Linked DNA regions of Mus musculus: region 2 is linked to region 1. A link is a contact called in public promoter capture Hi-C data. All regions are on one chromosome and are shown on one strand. The core of a region is the stretch at or near the end of the contact, and the rest is flanking DNA. Distances in the headings are between cores, read along the strand shown. Region 1 holds the start of Lsm5 (LSM5 homolog, U6 small nuclear RNA and mRNA degradation associated). Region 2 holds the start of Tigd2 (tigger transposable element derived 2).

Evidence for each region. Promoter capture Hi-C pulls out the DNA fragments that hold promoters and counts their contacts.
Region 2: a promoter capture Hi-C map of pre-B cells shows a contact between it and region 1, with 14 times the contacts expected there. The contact joins the promoter of Tigd2 here to the promoter of Lsm5 in region 1. A contact is called at or near these places in 5 of 39 promoter capture datasets (the C10 cell line, cranial neural crest, hippocampal neurons and 2 more), 5 of 484 Hi-C or Micro-C datasets (B cells, CD4 T cells and rod photoreceptor) and 1 of 9 other capture datasets (liver).

Annotation. Positions count from the first base shown.
Region 1 is chr6:56,700,741-56,708,318 of GRCm38.p6, reverse strand. Lsm5 (LSM5 homolog, U6 small nuclear RNA and mRNA degradation associated) reads left to right here and starts at 3,620. Exons shown (of 5, transcript NM_025520.3): 1 at 3,620-3,696; 2 at 4,910-5,005; 3 at 5,286-5,313; 4 at 6,151-6,223; 5 at 7,030-7,256. The coding sequence starts at 3,651. The coding sequence ends at 7,062.
Region 2 is chr6:59,204,257-59,211,834 of GRCm38.p6, reverse strand. It overlaps Tigd2 (tigger transposable element derived 2), which reads right to left and starts at 2,965. Exons shown (of 2, transcript NM_001081145.1): 1 at 2,654-2,965; 2 at 1-2,496. The coding sequence starts at 1,685. The coding sequence ends at 108.

The DNA.
Region 1 (7,578 bases), core at 2,371-4,870:
TAGGTGGAGCCCTTTTTGATCCCAGTTGTTAACAATAAATTCTATCCCAGGTGGTTCCCGTTAGACCTGTGTTTGCATTCCTCTGTTTTATGTAAGATTCTGGTTACCTCATTTGTACCTTGCGAATATGTCACCCAACTTCCTTATTGTCTTCTGCATAAAAAGTCTGATGCTCGATTTGAAAAATACATTCAGATTCCACACAACCTCTCCTGTGTGCTTCTGTTTGTCACTCATCCGACGCTTTGCCCACCCGAGACTAGAGACCCGTTCCACGCAGACAAAGGGGCCCAGAGGGTCTGCGGCAAATAAGTAACAAGACATCACACAGAATACCTATTGCTGTGTACTAGATCTTGTCCTAACCAATTTTCATAGGTTATTTCATTTAATCATTAAAATAATATTTTAAGTTGGTGAGGGAGGTAGTTCCATGGTTAAGAGTATTGGCTCCTCTTCTAGGAGACCTGGGTTTGATTCCCATCATCTGCATGGGATTCATAATTGTGATTTAAGTCCCAAGGGATCTGGTGCCCTCTCTGGCCTCCATGGACACCAGACACATATATTGTGCACAGACAATAAGCTGGTTTGAATAAAAATGAACTCCATAGGCTCATATATTTGAATGTTTAATTTCCAGTGTTTGGAACTGTTTGAAAAGATTAGAAGGATTAGTAGGTGTGGCCTTAGAGGAAGTATGTCACTGGAAGCGGGGGGCGGGGCTTTGAGGTTATCAAAAGCCATGCCAGGACTAATCTTTTTCTCTTGGCCTGTGGATCAGGATGTAGCTCTCAGCTACTGCTCCAGTGCCATGGATGCTGCTATTACTGCCCCCCCACAAGAATGATAATGATCTAAAGCTCTGCAACTTAAAGCAAGTTCCCAATTGATGTTTAAGTGTTGCCTTGGTTGTGGTGTCCTGTGGGAAGCCACATGTGCTGTTGCTGAGTGGCACTGACTACTGCTGGCCACCACACATAAGATTGGACAAACAACCAATGTGTACATATGCAGTAAATTTTTTTGCAAAGACACTGCCTGGCCCAGGCATGATAATGAGGTTCTGTAAGGTACTGAGAGTATAACCAATCAGATGTGAGACATGCAAATGAGGTATGATAATGAGGTTCTGTAAGGTACTGAGAGAGAGTAGCCAATCAGATGAGGAACATGCAAATGAGGCTTAGTGCATAACCAATCCGGGTGTGAGACACGCCCCTCCTAGGCCTATAAAAGCAGCACCAGTTCTGGGCTCGAAGTCTTTTCGCCTCTACAATCAAGCTCTCCCAATAAACGTGTGCAGAAGGATCCTGTTGCAGCGTCGTTCTTCCTGGCCAGTCGAGCGCGCGCAAGAGTGTCCCTTCACATCAATAGAAAAGTCACAAAGACAGACATACATGCAAACGAAACACCCATATAATTAATTAATTAATTAATTAATTAAAAATAATACTGTGTTTGCCATTACTATCAGTGCTTCTAATAGAAAAACTAAGATTTAAAAAGCTTAAATAATGTACACATAAGAAAAAATAATTAGTAGAAACTGTGTTGGGGTTAGTGAGATGGCTCTAGATAAAGGTGTTTTCTGCCATGCTTGTTGACCAGAGTTTGAGCCCCGGAATACACATGATAGAAGGAAAGAACACATTCCTTCAAATTTTCTTCTATTACACATGTGTGTGCACTCATATGGTGCACACAATTCAATGTAATTTTAAAAACAGTTTTAAAAGCTTTTAAAAATTGTGAAGTTTGGATTTGACTAAAAGTCACTAAATTCAGAACCAGTGGATTTAATCACTATGCTATGTCCCAGTGTTCTTAGTCTTGAGGAATCGGGTTTTTGAAGGGTAGCTAACTTTGAATAATTATATTAAAAAATACATCCAAGTAATCCTGACAGCTATTGACACTGCTGTCAGCCAGCATCGGCCTCCAACAAGACTACACAAGTCAGGATAGGTGATCATCTCTGGCCAGGGTCCTGCAAACTGAACATCTTTACCAGGACATTGAGCAGTATCATGCAGTTAAATAGAAAAAAAAATGAGTGAAGACTGGGGTTACTCAGGAAATGGATTTGAAAAGGCAAGTGTTTTATGCTCAATGTGGGAGAAATGGGTATGGTTTAAAGACAAGATCAACAAGAGAAGCTTGGAGTGACACACATCCACTGCACACAATGTTTCCTTTTCTCAGAATGCGGCTTTTGCCTCTTCTCTGCTTACCCATTCTTAGTCACTGTGTGAGAAGACTCCCAACAACTCCTCAGTTCTTCAAGCTGTGGCCAAGGGACAGTGTTTTAACTTGTTTTAAGCACAAGGAACTTAATCCTGACTCTTACCTCAAAAGGATGGCTGTCAAGTGTGTTTGTAATTGCCTTGGGACCTAGTAGATCTGTAAGACTTATAGATTGGGCGTGGAGGAAAAAAAGCCACCACTGGCTTGGAATTGAGAATGGAGCTGAGTTTTCATTGCTTTCCATATTAAATCCCATAGTGCTGTGCACATGAAATGTACTATTTGTCCTCCTTCCCACTCTCTTGGTTGAAGACTTTTCTGAACATTGTTTTATGTATCCAGCAAGCTGCTAGTCAAACAATATTCCACTGATATGTTTTTTCAATGGAGGAATGAAGGGTGCTCATCTCTCATATTTAGGCTGTTTGGTTTTAAGTCTGTCACATGAGATGGACAAAGGCAAAGTATTTATCTGCTTTAACAACAACAACAACAACAACAACAACAACAAAACAAGCACGTAAACGAACAAACAAAAAACACTAGGGCCCAAACTCCGGGCCTCATGAATGCTAGGAAAGTACCCTATAGCCAAGCTACCAGCTAGCCCTTGTTAGTTTTAATTTCTTATTTTGTGTCGGGGTCTAAGAGGGCCATGCCTGCAACAGATGCCTCCTTTTGTCTCTCAAGTGTTGGGTTTACTGGCCACTCCACGTTAAAAGGGGGCTTTTTAATCTTTTCCAATGCAGAAGTGTGATAGCAAGGTTTCCAAACATGATGGAGTCAACATACAGAGTGACATCTTACGGTTGCCTGCAAATTGAAAACTGATAGTGACTTTAATGCCTGTAATAAACCAGACACCTAGAAACGACAAGAAGAAATTAAATAATAGTAGAAGTTTTTTGTTTGTTTGTTTGTTTGTTTGTTTTTTCTAAAAAAAAAAAAGCTTGTGAAAAATGCTGCTTTATAGACTTTCAGTCCTCTGGCCTTAAAAGTACCAGATTCCTTAAAAAAAAAAAAATGAGTAGTTGTTGAGGAGCATGCAGAACGAGTTTATAGTAGGAAATATAAATTGATTTTATTGCTCTGAAGAAAGATACAGGCTTGAAATGCAACCTTCTAGAGGAAAATTAACCGACTCAGAGATCTCGTATGCTGGTCTTCCGGCGGCAAATTATCTCTGAAGTTTAGCAAAACTTGGGGGTACCATAGGTGCCTGTTGGGTTGGTGGCAGGGATAGAGATCCGAACCTCTCTATCGAATCTGTCTGCGATCCATTGGGATCCTCTGGATCTCAAGATCGGCTTTGGATTAGTCTTGTCTGAACCAGCTGTGGAAAAGGGCGGAAGCGCGCAATTTTAAAGTCTGCGCCGGTGTCCTTAGCCACTTCCGGCGTGGCCATGGCGGCTAACGCGACCACGAACCCGTCCCAACTCCTGCCACTAGGTAAAAGTCTTGTTTGGGGAGCGGTCGGGTTGCTGCAATTCCACGCTGGGGGCCGAGGCTGGGCCACCGCCCCTCCGGGCCCGGCTGTCCGGTCCTTGGCGTCACTGGGCAGACAGACAGACCGTTTTGCCTGTCGGTGGTCGGTGAGGGTCCCACTTAGTGAAGGACGTGCTCGGCCTTTTTGAGCTCGCCAGTAAGATGTCATGAGTCGCGCAGTCCCAGTTCTCAGCTTGGCCTTCTTGGTCTCCAGATCAGGTAGACCCTGTATTGGCTTGGGTAAGGAGTGCGCCACGGCATACAATGAATCTTACAATAGAAATCTGGAAACTAGCCCCGTCGTTCATTAATTCAACAAGCAATTCCCGCGCAGTGCCAGAGAACTGTTGAATAATGAACTTGAATTACAGCCATTGCTTTCAAGATCGCACACCGGCACGCATCGTGCTGAGCAATTCTAAGATGCTGAGATGAACAGGTTGGCCCAGGAGCACAGAGAGTTAAGGTTAAGTGAGAGAAGGAGTGACGGGAAAGCCGGTGTCTGTAATAATGCTTCTCCCTTGTCATGTTTTGGGGCTGGTGAGCTTAGTGAATGTGTCTGTGATTGAAAGTTTTTGCAGTGTTAGATATTGTTTATCGGTACAAACACTGATGAAGAAAAACAGTTATGGTCTCCACCCACCTCATGGTGTGTGTTTTCATACATTAATCAAATAATCTAAATAAAAATCACAGTCCTATTAATTGCAAATAAAGAGTTAAGTGAAAGCTAAGGCAAACATTTGTGCTAACGATTAAACAGAGATTTGTGTAAGATGTAAAATTACCGAATGGTTCCAGATACATATGTAGGAGAGTATGGCCTTTTTTGACATCATTGGGAGGGGAGGCTCTTGATCCTGTGGAGTTTGATGCCACAGCATAAGGAGAATGCTGGAGTGGGTGGGTGGGTGGGGGAGCACCCTCATAGAAGCAATTGGGGAGTGGGGAGAAGGTAGATATGGGAGGGGTGTTGTGGAGGGGTAACCAGGAAGGGGGAATATCATTTGAGATGTAAACAGATGGAATGATTAATAAAAGTAAGTAAATAAATAAATAAATAGCAAAAAACTGAATGTTTTTGCTTATCTTTAATGATAAAAAATAATAAGTGAAGTAGGCATTCAAATGTTGGTCGATCTAATAAGTAGGTAAAATTACCCTTTTCCTTCCACAGAGCTTGTGGACAAATGTATAGGGTCAAGAATTCACATTGTGATGAAGAGTGATAAAGAAATTGTCGGGACACTTCTAGGATTTGATGACTTTGTCAGTATCCTTTTTAAAAGCGGGAATGGTGTAGGTTTCTAAAGATGTATTAATATAAGAAAGAACTATAGACAACCGAAGAATTTCTGGTTATTACATTAAGAATAATTTTGTTTTCCAGGAACTTGGTAGTATTTTAAGAGGTGTGTTTGCTGACAGTTGATAGGGCTCTTGCCAACAACAAACCTTTTGAATTTGCACTATCATAGTGTTGAACATATTTTAAACCAAACAAAAACATATACCTGAATAAACCTTATTTATTTTCTTAACATTAAATTCAGATATGGTGTTGGAAGATGTCACAGAATTGTGAGTAGTATTTAAAAAATTAAAAAAATTTGAGAGGAGGGGAGGAAATCTCTTTTTAATTAAAGATGGTGCCTTGATTACTTTTTTCTATTAATGTGAAGAGACAGCATGACAAAGGTATCTTATGGAAGAATGCGTTTAACTGGGGGCTTGCTTACAGTTTCAGATGGTTAGAGTCCCTGACTGTCCTAGCTAAGAGCTTATATGTTAGATAATAACCAAGAGAGAGAGAGAGAGAGAGAGAGAGAGAGAGAGAGAGAAGTAAATAGAGAACGCGAGCGCACTAAGTGGGTATAATTTAGGTTTTTGGAATCTCAAAGCCTAACAGGGTGATACACCTCCTCCAAAAAAGGCCACACCTCCTAATCATTTCCAGTTTGCCAACAGAGGACCAAGTGGAGGCCATTCTCCTTTAAACCTCCATAGCAGCTTTAGTATGATCGATATAAAAAAAATTACTTGTTGGAAAATACCTTAATACTGAAACGTTATTTACTGGTGTTTGTGAGGTCCAGTTAAAGGATTATTATCTTCATATTATTCCTGAATTTGTAAGAAATTAGTGTGAACAAGCTTTATGGTGAATTATATTTACATGAGTATTATCCAATGGGCAGTTTGTATTCTGTATATATTTACTGTAATTATATGCGTTCACATTGAATCATGTGTAAGAATAACAGCTTTGTCACTAGGGATTGAACCCAGGGCCTTGTGTGTGTGCTCTGCCACCAAGCTATTCTCCTTACCCCAGTAGGACTTTTAGGGAGGGAAAGTGTTTCTAATACTGCCTTTGATTACTTGTTTATCCAGACTCCATTTAATCTATCTTTTTAGTGAAATTACACCAGAAGGAAGAAGAATTACAAAATTAGATCAAATTCTACTAAATGGAAATAATATAACAATGGTAAGACATTAAAACTTTTCTCTGGAAATTATTTTACTTTTGTAGTGTAGGGATTATGGAACTGACTTAAACTTCTATTTCGTTGGCAATGTTCATGGCACTGAGATAGACACACTGAGGATGGGAAGGGAGCCTTGGTGATCTGTGCCTCAGGGCAGCTGTTGAAAGTGCTTTGGTCCTTGTCTTAGTCAGGGTTTCTATTCCTGCACAAACATCATGACCAAGAAGCAAGTTGGGGAGGAAAGGGTTTATTTGGCTTACACTTCCATACTGCTGTTCATCACCAAAGGAAATCAGGACTGGAACTCAAGCAGGTCAGGAAGCAGGAGCTGATGCAGAGGCCATGGAGGGATGTTCCTTACTGGCTTGCTTCCCCTGGCTTGCTCAGCCTGCTTTCTTATAGAACCCAAGACTACCAGCCCAGAGATGGTCCCACCCACAAGGGGACCTCCCCTCTTGATCACTAATTGAGAAAATGCCCCACAGTTGGATCTCATGGAGGCATTTCCTCAACTGAAGCTCCTTTCTCTGTGATAACTCCAGCTTGTGTCAAGTTGACACAAAACTAGCCAGTACAGTCCTTAGGATTAGCTTGCTTATTAATCTTTGTCGACTTCTAGCTCATCCGGAATCATTAATAACTTAGACGTCAGCTAGTGATGTAGGGATTACTAACAGATGGACTTGGAGAAGATGGGATGTGAAGGATGGGGGAGAGGCAAAGCTGGCTTTGGTCCACGAGGGACACGAAGGGTTTTTTAGGTGGTGTGGTAGTGTTATTAATAAATTCTTTTTCTCCAATGCAGCTGGTTCCCGGAGGAGAAGGGCCTGAAGTATGAATGGATTTCCTCGACGTTGTTTTCAAACCTTTAACATTTAGAGTCTATAAATGAAGTTTCCGTTAAAGGGAAACTCTTTGAAGATATACATCCATTTTTCTAAGCTAATCATGGTTATTTTGGGAAAAGAAGAGTTTTGTTTTGTCTTCTTTTTTTTTTTAAAGACTAAAAAAAATAAAGATGTTTTTGGTTAACTGTGATTTGATTTATTATGTCGAAGTAGCTCGTGAAGCAAATATAGTTTTTTGATACTTAGTTTCATATTGATTTCTGTTTATTTTCTCCCTCATTTGTATTAATTTGATTGGGGCAGGGGTAATTTTACTCAGTGGCTTGAGGGTAGGGTGGAGCAGAAGGGATCTGTCTAATGAGATGTCCTCCAATGGCTGTTCTCCCTGGCCTCTTTGCTAAAAGTGAACTTAGGTCTTGTTCTTTCAGAGATTTTCTTTATTTTTATTGTATGTGTATGCGTATCTTCCTGCATGTGGGCCTACTTCATATGCAGTGTCTGCGGAG
Region 2 (7,578 bases), core at 1,716-4,215, 2.5 Mb before region 1:
AAAACATCATCTAATCCTAATCATCTGTAACATTTATTTGGCTTTAGATAAATTCCACTGCAGATAGAAGTCACAAAGATGAAAATACATAGCAACAGAAGGGAGTATTATAGATGACTTTTATTTTGTATTCTCTGTTTTCTTCTTATAATGGTCCGAAGCCTCCGCAATACCAGCTTATCAGAGAGTAGCATGTCATCTTGTTGTTCTAGATAATCCAGCAAGTTTTCAGTCCATTCAAGTGCAGCTTTATGACTAATATGCTTCTCTGGATTCAGTTCTGCTTTCCTAGTTTTCCTAGAAGGTTTTTGCTCAGTGACCTTCGCCCGGTCTGCAGCACCTACAATGTCAGCTAACACCTGACAGTTTGAGCCACTACTCCGAGAGTCAAACCACTGCTCAATATTTTCAATGTTAACATGTTCACAGTCTTCAGTATTCTGCAAAACCGTTGCTAAATTAGCTGCTAAAATGGCTCCTTCATCGATGCTCACACTCGGGTTTTCCTCATTGCCAGGGAAAAGTTTTTTCCACGCTCTGGTTATGGTGTTTGATCTTATCTGGTTCCAGGCTCTTGATGCCTCATAAATTGCATCCAACACAGTCAAATTCTTCCAAAATGTTTTTGGGTCATTTCCTTCATCCATGTACTTCTGGATAAGTCCTGCTCGGTAATATCTTTTGACTGTGGTTAGAACTCCCTGGCTCATAGGTTGAATTAGACTTGTGACGTTTGGTGGCAAATATTTCACAATTATTCTGCCATCATCTGAGCTCAGCAGTTCTTCAGCTGGATGTGCTGCAGGAAAATCCAAAAGTAGTACTGCTTTTTCTCGAAGCCCTTTGGATTTCAGATGCTTCTGCACCTGTGGCACAAAGCACTTTTCAAACCACTGTTTGAGAACAGATGGCTCGATCCATGCACTTTTTTGACTGAAGTAAGTGACAGGGAGGTTTGAAAGGTCAGTACCTTTGAATGCACGGGGTCTTTTTGCTTTCCCCACAACACAGAGATTAAGCTTGTGTGAACCTGTGGCATTTGCACAACACATAATAATGATTCTTTCTCTGCTTGTCCTATATTCACAAGTACTCTGGTCCGTGTCAAAAGCCAATGTCCTCGTTGGTAGACATTTCCAGAACAATCCAGTTTGGTCAGCACCATAAATCTGTTCTGGTAGGAGATTTTCTCTTTCCACAAATTCCTGAAAGTTACCACAAAATTCACTGGCAGCAGTTTCATCCCCTTTTAATTTTGTGCCTTTCCCTGCAGCCTTTGGAATACCGTGGCGCTGCTTAAACCTAGTAAGCCAGCCAGAAGAGGCATTAAAATCACCCTCCATGCCCAATGCATCGAAGAAGAACCTAGCCTGCTTTGCACAGATCGTTCCAGACACTGGAATGCCATCTGTTTTCTGTTGATTAAACCATTCTATCATCACTCTGTCAAGCTCCTCATACGTTGACGACTTCATGGATTTACGCTTGGACACCCCACTAGTTGGGTCTGAACTGTTGGCATAGTTTATAATTCTCTCTTTGTTTTTTTTAATGTCACGAACTGTGGATTCACCAATTCCATACAGGACAGAAAGTTTTTTGAAGGAGTTGCCTTCTTCAAGCTTCTTAATAATGTCAAGTTTGTCTTTAATTGTCAGGACCACACGTTTACGTTTCCCCAACATTTTAGTCTAATTATTTTAGACAATTAACAACTTAGATTTGAACACAAAGAGACCAGAAAATGGAGGCTTAAGAGTCCTCAGCTGTTCCCTAAGACTTGGATGTTATAACAATTTTCAACGAAAGTCCGAGTTTTTCCCTTTGCATTTTAGAACTTAACCTGTTCCTATGACAACGAATAGCTCCAGATAACCCTTGTTTCTCTTCTTCCTCCTTGCTCTTTTCATTAAATTGCAGCCTTACTGAAAGCTCTAAGTTGAATCAATATTGTCCTACCGAGGTTTCTAAAACATTCTCATGATGATCAATTTTTGCCATTACCATGGGTCTTTTTTTCTTTTTCTTTTTTTCTTATGCTACGTTCAAGAAAACAGTTTTACTCGGGCTTGCACACTTAACAGACAGAAACACGGAGCAGGAAGCCTCACAGCCTGACTGTTGATGTCTGTGTCAGACAGCCAAGTGAGTGAACGCTCTCTTCAAGGCAAGGACTCTTGATGAGTACCTATGAAAGTCACAGCGAGCAGAGGTGAGCTGTCTCACCTCTTAGAATGTAAGTGGACAGGCAAACAACTCAGTACTTTAAACCAAAAAGAACTTATTGCTAATGGCAACTGAAAGGGAAACAGCGGACAAGTGATGTCACATGATTCAAGAAAGGATAAAAAACTTCATTGGTGGAAATCAGGACCCAAGGCTGCAACTAGGGGGTGGTAGGCTGGGTGAAGACCATACAGTAATCCTGGTGCAAGAAGATCTCCATGACCACAGAAGTAGCTGCTGGGGTGGTAGAGGTACTCGAGCCTTTGAAACCTATAGGAAAATACCAAACACGTTTTCCTTTCAGTATCAGTCCACCGTATAACTCATACCTACCCCTGCAACTGTGTCTAGGACATTGCCACCTATCAACCTGACAGGTAATAGACAAATAACGCTCGCAGGCACCACCCGGGAGCTGAGAGCCTACCTCCTGACACTACCAGGGCCTCTCCGAGACCGCCGGCCAGCAAGCTCCGAGCCGGACGCTGGGTGAAAGTCGGAGGCAGAGGGTCACGGCCGCAGCCCTACAGCGAGCGACTGGTCACCAGGCGCGCGGGACGCCGGGAAGCAGGGTGCGGGCATCGCTCCGCCTGACCGGCCAGAACGCAGAGCCAGCAGAGGAAGTCCCCAGCGAAGTCGACCCCGCCAGCCACCGCAGAGCGAGCGCGCAACGGAGCTGCGCGGCCGAGCCGGAAGGCAGGGGATTAGGTGCGCGCGCGCGCCCCCGCAGGAACGTGTTGTCGGCGAGGGGCGGGATGCGCGGGCGAGCCCGCTGACGGGGGCGCGGCTTCTGGGGGAGGGGCGGGGCTTGGCCAATGCTCCGCCTCCGGACACCCAGCGTGTGGCTCACGGCTGAGACCAGCAGAGGGCGACGCAGGGTGATTCTAGGTGGCCGGACTTTGCAGATGAGAAGGGAATAATAGCAAGGTTTTCTTTCTGGTAAGACTCAGGGAATATTTTAAGGCCCTAATGAGTTTACAGCTGTAACCTTCCAGGAATCTTCCCTCAAGGACTCTCTTCTGTTATCTTCTAACTAACAGGTTGTTCTGTTAGTATCATTTGGGTAATTTTCCTATATTTGTGTCCAAGGAAGTGAGAGTTGTGCTGTTTTGAGGATCATGTTGTTTTTTTCTTTTTTCTTTCTTCAGTAGCTTAAGATATATTTTAATCATGTTTACAATGTTACAATTTAGTATTGATGTTTTATGAAGTTAAATTATTAAATGAATAGTCTTAAATCCACTGTGGTGTTTTGTTTTGTTTTGTTTTGTTTTTTGAAAAATTATATAATTACCAAAAGCCAAAAATCAAATATTTGGAATACCTACTGTGAAATTTAAGAGATTAAAGGTTGTACTTGATACTTGTTATTTTTCTTAAATCTAGTTATCAAATGTAAAAATAAAAAGGCCCAGGGAGTGCACAGAGCCTCTTTGCCCTCTTCTGCGGCTGCGGCAACACAGAGCCGGATACCAGAGGCCAGCCAGCATGACGGTCGGCACTGATGACCTTAATGCTGGTGCAGGAATATAAGGACCACTTCCTGCTGTCAAAGGGGAATTTCAAGACTTCCACCTGTATCCAGTCCCAGCGTAGAGCCCCTCTCTTGCATAATAGTTTTTTAGGTGGTGTTGTTTTTAAATCCTTCTTCCACAAACTACAACCTAATGTGGATTATTCTGTTTCAGAAGAGGTTGTTTATTTGTTTGTTTCTCTAGAATTCTAGCACCAGGAGAGAGGGAAATCAAACCAAGCATTCATTCACTCTGCAGAGAAAGAATGTTGATTACTGGCCCTCTTTTGTCTCCCAAGCCTTCTCTGTGCTGCTATTCTCAGAGTCCCACCCTTCCACTCTCTGGCCTGCTGGATGGAAATCCTTTGATCTTTGATCTATCTCTGCTGTCCTATGGATGACTTTGGACAAGCCCTAGTTTTGCCTGAAAGTAGACTTCCCATAACTCTCACCCGCTTCAAGCTTACAAGGAAGCAATCTGAGTGGTTCCAAATGACCATTCCTAGTAAAGAACAATTTCATTCATATTGCTTTTAAAAACTTCCCTTCTCCCTTCTCGTTCTTAAGGAGTGCGCAAAAACACTCGCACCTGTTCATTCCTTAACAGAGGAGAACTAGCTTTCAGACTGCCAACCTCATAGAAATCAGGCTGTTCTTAGCCAAACGGAAGTTTGCCTGGCTTTCCTCTCTTCCAGCCTCCTGGGGTCACTGTGGCCTATGGTATTAAAGAAGAAAAAATGAAAAAAAAATCCTGCCTTGCTTGCCCATCCCACTTTTGGAAGCTAATTTCCTTCTCCATAGTGTGTTTGATGAGTATTTGTAGAATCTACCCCCAGTCAATTGTTTACCCCTTCTGTAACCTCATGAAGAACAAAAGCCAGATGCCGATATCATAAAGGCTGTCAAGCCTCTAGAACCCTACAAGACCTGTGACCACATGAACTACCCACGCCCTCCATGAGGGAATATTAATAGAGCCCTATTTTGTGGGTGCCTTATGAGCCTGGTGAGCATCTCCTTCTCTCTATGAACGAATAACATAGTCTGAACCTCAGCTGCTTTCTTCAAGATGACAGTGGTAGTGCCAAACTGGAATGTTACAACTGCAGCACACACACATGTGCACACACATGAACTGTCATGGGCATGCTATGTCAAAAGCTTAGACATGTATTGTCTTTCCACAGGGTAAGAATTTATTAAATAATAATGATTACATAAGGCATCAATTTGCTATGTAGTTATGATTTCCCTTGATTATTGTCAGTTAGCAAATATAGGTTCTCTTATTCCATTCTTTTTTTTTTTCCATTTTTTATTAGGTATTTAGCTCATTTACATTTCCAATGCTATACCAAAAGTCCCCCTTACCCACCCACCCCCACTCCCCTACCCACCCACTCCCCCCCTTTGGCCCTGGCGTCCCCCTGTACCGGGGCACACAAAGTCTGCGTGTCCAATGGGCCTCTCTTTCCAGTGATGGCCGACTAGGCCATCTTTTGATACATATGCAGCTAGAGTCAAGAGCTCAGGGGTACTGGTTAGTTCATAATGTTGTTCCACCTATAGGGTTGAAGATCCCTTTAGCTCCTTGGGTACTTTCTCTAGCTCCTCCATTGGGAGCCCTGTGATCCATCCATTAGCTGACTGTGAGCATCCACTTCTGTGTTTGCTAGGCCCCGGCATAGTCTCACAAGAGACAGCTACATCTGGGTCCTTTCAGTAAAATCTTGCTAGTGTATGCAATGGTGTCAGCATTTGGAAGCTGATTATGGGGTGGATCCCTGGATATGGCAGTCTCTACATGGTCCATCCTTTCATCTCAGCTCCATACTTTGTTTCTGTAACTCCTTCCATGGGTGTTTTGTTCCCACTTCTAAGGAGGGGCATAGTGTCCACACTTCAGTCTTCATTTTTCTTGAGTTTCATGTGTTTAGGAAATTGTATCTTATATCGTGGGTATCCTAGGTTTTGGGCTAGTATCCACTTATCAGTGAGTACATATTGTGTGAGTTCCTTTGTGATTGTGTTACCTCACTCAGGATGATGCTCTCCAGGTCCATCCATTTGGCTAGGAATTTCATAAATTCATTCTTTTTAATAGCTGAGTAGTACTCCATTGTGTAGATGTACCACATTTTCTGTATCCATTCCTCTGTTGAGGGGCATCTGGGTTCTTTCCAGTTTCTGGCTATTATAAATAAGGCTGCTATGAACATAGTGGAGCATGTGTCCTTCTTACCAGTTGGGGCTTCTTCTGGATATATGCCCAGGAGAGGTATTGCTGGATCCTCCGGTAGTACTATGTCCAATTTTCTGAGGAACCGCCAGACTGATTTCCAGAGTGGTTGTACAAGCCTGCAATCCCACCAACAATGGAGGAGTGTTCCTCTTTCTCCACATCCTCGCCAGCATCTGCTGTCACCTGAATTTTTGATCTTAGCCATTCTGACTGGTGTGAGGTGGAATCTCAGGGTTGTTTTGATTTGCATTTCCCTGATGATTAAGGATGTTGAACATTTTTTCAGGTGCTTCTCTGCCATTCGGTATTCCTCAGGTGAGAATTCTTTGTTCAGTTCTGAGCCCCATTTTTTAAGGGGGTTATTTGATTTTCTGAGGTCCACCTTCTTGAGTTCTTTATATATGTTGGATATTAGTCCCCTATCTGATTTAGGATAGGTAAAGATCCTTTCCCAATCTGTTGGTGGTCTTTTTGTCTTATAGACAGTGTCTTTTGCCTTGCAGAAACTTTGGAGTTTCATTAGGTCCCATTTGTCAATTCTCGATCTTACAGCACAAGCCATTGCTGTTCTGTTCAGGAATTTTTCCCCTGTGCCCATATCTTCAAGGCTTTTCCCCACTTTCTCCTCTATAAGTTTCAGTGTCTCTGGTTTTATGTGAAGTTCCTTGATCCACTTAGATTTGACCTTAGTACAAGGAGATAAGTATGGATCGATTCCCATTCTTCTACATGATAACAACCAGTTGTGCCAGCACCAATTGTTGAAAATGCTGTCTTTCTTCCACTGGATGGTTTTGGCTCCCTTGTCGAAGATCAAGTGACCATAGGTGTGTGGGTTCATTTCTGGGTCTTCAATTCTATTCCATTGGTCCACTTGTCTGTCTCTATACCAGTACCATGCAGTTTTTATCACAATTGCTCTGTAGTAAAGCTTTAGGTCAGGCATGGTGATTCCACCAGAGGTTCTTTTATCCTTGAGAAGAGTTTTTGCTATCCTCGGTTTTTTGTTATTCCAGATGAATTTGCAAATTGCTCCTTCTAATTCGTTGAAGAATTGAGTTGGAATTTTAATGGGGATTGCATTGAATCTGTAGATTGCTTTTGGCAAGATAGCCATTTTTACAATGTTGGTCCTGCCAATCCATGAGCATGGGAGATCTTTCCATCTTCTGAGATCTTCTTTAATTTCTTTCTTCAGGGACTTGAAGTTTTTATCATACAGATCTTTCACTTCCTTCGTTAGAGTCACGCTGAGATATTTTATATTATTTGTGGCTATTGAGAAGGGTGTTGTTTCCCTAATTTCTTTCTCAGCCTGTTTATTCTTTGTGTAGAGAAAGGCCATTGACTTGTTTGAGTTAATTTTATATCCAGCTACTTCACCGAAGCTGTTTATCAGGTTTAGGAGTTCTCTGTTGGAATTTTTAGGGTCACTTATATATACTATCATATCATCTGCAAAAAGTGATATTTTGACTTCCTCTTTTCCAATTTGTATCCCCTTGATCTCCTTTTGTTGTCGAATTGCTCTGGCTAATACTTCAAGTACTATGTTGAAAAGGTAGGGAGAAAGTGGGCAGCCTTGTCTAGTCCCTGA